2 separate regions of the Sus scrofa genome follow, and region 1 is linked to region 2. Evidence: chromatin contacts called from public Hi-C data. All regions are on one chromosome and are shown on one strand. Each heading gives the region's core, a stretch centred on a gene start, on an enhancer-like site or on the middle of the called end of the contact. The rest is flanking DNA. Distances are from core to core; before and after follow the strand shown.

The links. A called contact is a pair of places that touch in the nucleus more often than the background predicts.
Region 1: a Hi-C map of embryonic fibroblasts shows a contact between it and region 2, with 2.4 times the contacts expected there. The contact joins the enhancer-like site here to the promoter of VGLL3 in region 2. A contact is called at or near these places in 1 of 5 promoter capture datasets (liver), 6 of 47 Hi-C or Micro-C datasets (adipocytes, embryonic fibroblasts, fetal skeletal muscle and 1 more) and 1 of 2 datasets of contacts at active chromatin or transcription factors (skeletal muscle).

Annotation. Positions count from the first base shown.
Region 1 is chr13:169,003,565-169,007,446 of Sscrofa11.1, reverse strand. The region is part of intron 3 of LOC106504207 (a long non-coding RNA gene); the gene reads right to left. Among named protein-coding and RNA genes, the nearest start is that of VGLL3, 210 kb to the right of the region's middle. Within about 2 kb of position 1,831, at least 12 of the 83 cell types and tissues checked have an H3K27ac peak or open chromatin away from gene starts, as enhancers often do. A contact at or near this core is called in embryonic fibroblasts and fetal skeletal muscle, where this site is marked.
Region 2 is chr13:168,788,347-168,792,489 of Sscrofa11.1, reverse strand. VGLL3 (vestigial like family member 3) reads right to left here and starts at 1,914. Exons shown (of 4, transcript NM_001143929.1): 1 at 1,785-1,914. The coding sequence starts at 1,910.

The sequences.
Region 1 (3,882 bases), core at 582-3,081, 220 kb before region 2:
CTTGTGGGCCTACCAAAGACAGAGAGCAGACCCCACTGGGCTTGCCATCCATAGTTTGTCAACCCCTGACCTAGTTTAAAAAGTGAGAAAATACTTAAATATTTGGAACTAAGACATGATATTGAGTAGTATGTCTCATGCCATAGTCTATATGTGATTTCAGTGACGTAAGGCTGTTAATATGAATGTGAATATTAATTTTCTTATAAGAATGTCAAAATGAGGTAGGAGAGACCCTTCTACCCACACCCCTAAGAAGATAACTCTGTCATTCATTATGACTATCATCTAGATCTTTACTCCTATATTCATATCAGGCAAGTCTCTCATTCCCAGCTTGGATAATTGGGTTTACAGCACGCTATGGGAACCTGGAAAATGGCAATTCTCAGGGTAAATTCCTTTCTGGCAATCGTTCAAGAATCTCAAGTGTAAGCCATTTCTTGTCCCATGGGGGAGCAACAGAACATTGAAACGTAGAGAGCAAGAGGAGAGGGTGAAGTGCAGCTCTCACTGCGGAAGAAGTCAATTTCTACAGCCATGGCTCTTCTGAGAGTGGAGCTGCCAATAAACCTCTAAGGGTAACTGAAGTCGTGAAAGTCATCCCTAACATTCATGCATCTGGCTTGCCAAGATTTCACCATGCTATATTTGAGGCATTAGAAAAAGGATATTTAGACAAATGAACACCCTTGTGAGGTCATGAAATAAAGCAATTAAATTAGACTAGCATCATTTTTAATGGAAAGGATATCTGGATAAAAGGAATATCCAAGTAGGTGGATTTTTTAATTAATTTAGAGAGTCCACACATCTGATCTATTAGAGCCCAAAGACACTTAACAATAAGCTGGCGGAGCAAAATGTGTCTGCCTTTTATTAATGGAATGCAGCATTGATTCATAGTTATGAATTAAATGTTACTCATTGCAACATGAAAAGTCCTGTATTTGATGATATTTATCAAAGTTCTAGCAGCCAAGAAGCACTCATTCATTCTCTAGATTGAGAAGTTTCTCAATTTTCCACCTCCTGTGAAATGGATGTGTGCTCAATTCACTAACCTAATCTATAATATGATGCAAGAGTTGTATCCAACCTGTAATCTTTAACTGTAAATTACAATTCTAGAGTTTAAAAATCAGTTCAGTAAATAAATGTTTTAAGTTGTACATATGTTATAGGAATATTTACTGAACATTGAGTAAGTAAACTCTTTAATCATGTTTATCCTCACATGCCGTGTAAATAACTGTCATTTACTATCTATCTGGTCTTTTAAATAAATTTCTGTACTTAAAAAAAAAGATGTTGTATTTATTTTATAAAGTAACTCAAATCCTTTTTGGAAGCAAGAGGTATAAAATATAATTAAAAATATAAATTTTGTAATTCCTTGCCATTGATTTATAATGTTAGATAAAACATAGTGGAAAAGACATATATTCCATAACAATAGTATTGTGATCCTAAAAAAACCTGAAGACAAAATGCACAAGCATTTCCTATTTAACAAGTTAGCAAGCAAAACTGCTTTCCCACCCAAATGTCTTGTATTTGAATATAATTTTTATTTAATTTTCATTCCCCTAATGTAACTGCCTTTGTACACAGCAGAATGGCTAATGCCATGGCTTGTTTTACATTGTTTTCCTTCCTGCTGTTGAATGAACAATCAGTGTTTACAGATTAGCAGCAGTTGTAGTCCTCTGACTTTTACTCCTTTCAAACTGGCAAATGAGAAGCATTTTATATTTGTTGCTCTGGCATTTTTGGAGTAGCGAGGACATTCACAGTGCAAACCACTGTTATTCATACTGTTATAATTCCTTTGCAGTTAAGTCATTACTAGCAACCATAGCAGGCTTGTAGTACAATACCTTATTTGGGAATGTCATGTGAGATGCCCAGAGCAATACAAAAAATAAAGGCCAACTTGTCTGACTGAGGAGGGATTTATTGCTATCCACCCAGTAGAGGGATCTTTCAGAAAGTATTATGTGCTTCTGTGGGGTGGACGTTTGAACCTGAAATGGAGCAGGTACACTGTTACCTCCAAGAAAAGATGCCATAAAAAATCCAACCGCATAGCATTGCTTTTAGAATTTATGAAAATTCCAGTTATATTTCCTATACACACAGGCCTTATCAGAAATTACTTTGATAATTAAAATATTAACCAGAGTTCCCATGGTGGCTCAGCAGGTAACAAACCTGACTGTTGTTCCATCCCTGGCGTTTCTCAGTAGGTTAAAGATCCAGGTGTTGCTATGAACTGCAGTGATCATCACAGATGTGGTTTAGATCCTGTGTTGCTGTGGCTGTGGTGTATGCTGGTAGTTGTAGCCCCAATTTGACCCCTAACTTGGGAACTTCCATATGCCAAGGGTACAGCCCTAAAAAAAAAAAAAAAAAAAAAAAAAAAAGACAGAAAATATTAACTGATGTGAGAGAGAGATAAAGACAACTAAGAGGAAGTGTGGACATTTAGCTAACCCACTGCTTCCTTGCTTAGGAGCAAACTGGAAAGACAAGTACACTCTCTTGCTTGCGGAACCGTTTTTTGGGTACCTGCAATTTGCTGTGAGATACTTTATTTTGAGACAATTCTTCCAAATGAAAAAGGGAATGACACCTTAATTTATCAACCCCAAGGGTCTCAAGAATTTAACTTAATTACCCTCGGGCAATTTAACACCTGGTCCTGCCCAGGCCTCAGCCCCATCTCCAGAGAGGATTTGGAATTGTTAAAGAAGTGATTTCTTATCAAAAAACAAACAAACAAACAAACAAAAAACCCTCCAGAGGGAAAGACAGCAAATGTGGAAGTTCTAGAAAAATTTCTTGAACCACCTAATTAATCAAGTCAACTTATCTTTTTCTCTGTGTGCATGTGAGTGTGCATATGTGTTAGTGATTTATTCTTTTAATTAAAACGAAAATGAGAATACTCTAGCCAAGTGTGATAAGAATCAATTATTAATACTAAGTAACATTTGTATAGCATCTTATTGCGTACAAATTTAACATCAGTAGATTTGACCCTCACCCCTATCTGATGAGATATGATAAGAATGGATATAAATGAGAAAACAAAGCATGAGTTATTTGGACAGGTTCACAAAATCTAAAAAAGCATCATAACTAGGTAATCTTACTAAATAATCACTACTTTTTACAAAATATTTACCCTAAACTTTTAAGTTATTTCAAAAGGCAAAAGTCTTGTCTAAGTGTAAAGCTAAAAGTCTAAGTTCAAAGTGTTGTTTTCTGAATCCTCTCAGTTGTAAGAATTGGCAAGGATTTTGGAGATCATCTCCAAACTGCTGGCTGTACAGACTGAACCAGAGAATCCTACAGACTCTCTGCAGAATGAGGGGAACAGGTTGTTTCCACACCATGTGGTGGATGCCAAATTTTGGACTCAGATTATTTTTTAAATTTCTGAATAAACTGAATAAGCATGAAAGTAAATATCCAACAGATAACACTGACAAAAATTGGAGTAGGGTGCAAGTCACAGTCAATTGTAAATACGGTCTAATATGAATTAATCTTGTGCTGCATTTCTGCTCTGTGGTTGGCATCCCATAAACCCACCAATATGCTAACTCTCAGAATAAAAGGGACTCTGTAAACACTGGTAAGGTTAAAGATCTTGACATGGGAGAACCTTTCTTGGTTATCCTGATTGGCCCAACTTGTCATGAATTCTCAAAGCAAGAGACCTTTCAGCCTGGATCAGAGATAGAGATGCAACAGGTGAAGAAAGATCAGAGAGAAAGGATGCTTCTGATTCTGTGATGGAGGAAAGGGGCCACAAGCCAAAGGATGCAGGTGGTAGCTATAGGAGCTGGAAAAGGAAAGAATGTGGGTTCTCCC
Region 2 (4,143 bases), core at 665-3,164:
GAAAAAAAAAAAAACCTTATTCACAACTATTCTGCTAAAGTTATTTTTGAAGGGGAAAAATACCTTTCTGAATGTTTAGTAAAGTTTGAGTCTGTTGCCTGTCCACATTCCAACTGATAATTGAAGGCCTCTACAGTCTCTGAGATGGAAGAAAGGAAAGAAGGAAAGGGTGGTTCATCCGGGACAGAGTGTTCATAAAACACACAAAAAGTATATATCCTGCATCTCTTTGTCTCACTTGCTTGACTTGTACCTAAATGGCTTTCTCTCTTACTTGTATCTTTTATATTTAAAGCCAAAGAAAAGCAAACAGCATAACCAAAATGTTTAACCTGTCACCCTTGATCACAAATTACAAAATGCTTTCCCAATCCCTTCCCTAAAAGTAATCTTGCTTTGAAATCCTAAAACTGCTGAATATTAAAAAAAAAAAAAAGATAGTAAGAAAATGGGACTTAGTTGGTCCTGTTTAAGCTCATACAAGCTCATACTGTTTAGCAGATAAATCTAAAGTATATACCCTTCTGGAATCAGCTGAATTTCAGTCCCTAAATTCTGAACAGAAGTTACATTTCTTTCTAAAGAGTAGCACAATAAATGTAGTAAAGAGGCAGAGGTAGAGGAAAAAGAGAAATTAAGTGTCCAGATTAATTGAAGAGCCAAACCCTGAAAACCACAATAGAACACATGGTTTTTAAGAAACTAAAAAAGATCAATCAATAAATTTTGTGGATGTTAACACTGGAACCATATCTAAATCCCTGATAGGTGTCTCCACCTCAGAGAATAGAAATTGTATTTTTTTTAAGTCTTACCAAATCAACACACCCTAATTCCCAAAGTCTGAGGACCGTATTTTGGCACAGCCCCTGGCCACATGCTCACATACATGTTCCACATAACGCTAACTAAGCTTTGACACACACTCTGTTGGCATCGAGAAAGGAATGTCCAGGGGTACCTTGTGCTAAATTCCTTAGGACCCTACTCTTCCTTCTGAAAGAAATGAATCATCTCCCTAATTCCTGAACTCTTTTTTTATCAGACAGCATTCAGTCACCCTTGGAGTGGTGTAGATCCAGCATCCACTGATACAAGATTACACCTTGGCTGGGAAAGAGAAGGGTTCCAGCCAGTAGACTGAACCATAACACTTCTCTGCTTTGATGGAATTAAAAATGAAAGAGGTATTCGGGGATCAATCCCTATCCTCTAAGTCACAGTATGGGAAGAAGACAGACTTTACAGAGAACTTCTAGTAACACTGGATAGATAATAAATTAGACCCATGTTCCACTAGCAAAGTCCCAGAAAAGTCATTCTATGAGTTCACTGTCCAGGGAGATTCCCCTAGGTCAGTGACACATTTCATCCCTTCAATCAAGAAAACCCTGAAACACTTTACCTTTCAGAGAAAACAAAATATTTGGTTTAAGTTTACTCACATACTCCTAAGACAGATGCCCTTGGCAAGCTTCAGAGAACTGAGCCCTAAGAGTAGGGTGGCTATGAGGAATAGCCTCTGAGCTCCAGTGACAACAGCTCACTGAAGCCCCTAGCCAGGTAACGCCTCATTTCGAATCCCTACCTGTCCACCTGACTGCTTGTCCCTTTCTGAAGCCTTGTCTCCTCTCTTCTTATGGCTTTCCGCTCAAGGGCGCTCCTTCAAGTCTCAGAGCATCCTCCGCGCTACCCGTCCCAGAGGGACAGCGCGGGATCCCAAGACCGATACTCTCGGTGCCCCTCGCCCCCGCCCCCGGCAGGCTGCCCGGTCGCTGACTCACCTGCTGGCCAGGTTGGGGCGCCGGGTGGTAATAAGCTGTGGGGCAGGTTGCAGCTGCCACAGGGTTGGGCAGATACTGGGGCGCTCCATACGGCTGGGGGTGATACATCACCTCCGCACAACTCATGGCAGCCGGGGCAGCGGCGGCCCCGGAGCTGCGGCCGCCGCTCTACGCGCTAGCGCAACCGGCGCCGGCGCCGCAGCTGCTGCCTCTGTCGCAGCTCCAGCTGCTACTACGGCGAAGGCGGGTCCTCGGCGGCCGCGGGCTCCGCGCGGGGCGCGGGCTCGGGAGGGGTTGGCAGTCAGCGGGGGCCCATGCGCGGGCACCCTCATCTTCAGCCCCTCCGGGTGGTGTCCCCTGGCCTGCGCTTATAGAGCGACTCGGGGACGCACTGGCCCGCCGCGCGGCGGGGGCATGACAGTGCAGGGCTCCGGCGAGGGCTGCGGCACCCCAAGCAGCGCCAGCCGCTGCCGCAGCCCCGTCCGGGTCGCGCAGACCTGGGGAGCTGGCCTCTGGTTTGCATATACACAATGCACGCCCGGGGCTCGTCCTATCGCTGGCGATCCCGGCTGGGCGAGGACCGGGAGGCGGGGGCAGAGGGAGGGCAGAGGAGGAGGGGGAGCACCTCGCCTTCCCGGGCTCTGAAGCGGAGCTCAGCGAAGTTCCTTCGACTCCGTCAGTGGCGGGCGGGTCACCCAGCAGGGGACCCCGGGGAGGGCCGGCCGCGGATTGGAGCAAAGTTGGAGGCCCTCTCCGCCTCCTGGCAGTTGGGCGGTGGTAGGCGGGAATGGTATGCGAGAGGCTCCACGCCCTTAAAGCTCCGCGGGTTCCCACCCTGTCTCCTGTCACCTGGCCGCCAGGGCAAGGGCTTCCCAGACACAAGGAAATTTACAAGGAACACCAACGTAGAGGCCAAGGCTAAACGAAGGGCAAGTGCACGAAGGGGTAAAGCAGAGTAGGCGCAAAATAAACTGGGATTAGCTCCTACATTAAATATAACCATAAGTGAAAGTTAACTTCATTGCAAGTGCACACATGCCAAGAATGCAACACGGTTTTCTACAAGCAATCTCCGCTTCAAGTTTACACGTTCATGGTATGACGCCCTTGTGGGATGTCAACCTCTTCTGGCTTTTTCAGCCTGGTTGCCATAGAGCAACAGACAACAACAGTCGATTAAACCCATCTAGCTATTATTTAAAGGTTTATTTATGTGCAAGTGGCTTACAGCCCTCTCTGAAATGAAAATGTTCCTAGAATACAATATATTTCAATATAATCAGATAAAGTAAAAAAAGAATTATACCTATTTTATAAATAAACAAACTCTCTGACCTTTAACAAGTATATATGACACAGAACATTCTCTTTGTTTTACACAGATTGTCCTTTGAGGAGAAGTTAACCAGGATGTCAAAATACTGATGGTAGTAATGGGCTGACCTGTGTCCCCCAAAATTCATGTGTTAAAGCCTAGCCCCCAGTGTGACTGTGTTTGGAAACAAAGCCTACCAGGAGGTAATTAAGGTTAAAAACGAAGTCATAAAAATGGGGCCCTAATCTAGGACTGGTGTCCTTATGAAGAGGAAAAGATACTAGAGATCTGTCTGCTTTAGCACAGAGGAAAGGCCTTGTGATATCCAGTGAGATTCATCCTTCATCTTCCTCAGTCTACAAGCCAGAAAGAGAAGCCTCACCAAAAGTTATCTCTGAGGATACTATGATCTTGGATTTTAGCCTCCAAAGCTGTGACAAAATAATTTCTGTATTTAAGCCACCTAGTCTGTGGTATTTTGTTATGGCAGCCCTAGCAAACTAATACATAGGTACAGCACCAATATATTGTTTATATTCTTAATCTTTATATAAATGTGTATGTGGTTATGTATAACTACACAGACACACAAGAATATAAATGCATATATACTCACACATGCCCTCACTCATAAACTCAAATACACAAACTATAATAACTGGATAGGAACTCTTTGCTACTCATAGCAGCTCCTATTTACTCATTCTTTCATCCATTGAATATTAAAAATATATTCAATAAGGGCTTTCACAGTTTAGACTTTGTGTTCTTTGTAATGGAAGAGTGGTCCCATCAGTAAGATATATGCAAATTTACTTGAAATGTTTATTACTGCCTTTTCTCAAGTTGACAACCATCAGTCCTACCCCTCTTCTGTGTTCTAGATTCATCTATTCAGCTTCTGTTTGGGTGGCTTCATATAGATATTCCATAGGAACCTCAGTCTTAATGGCACTAATATTTTCCCCACAGACCCAACCTGATTCTCCTGTTTTCACCTCCATTTCAGGTGTTGAAACTCCCACCCTTGCTGCTGAGCTAGAA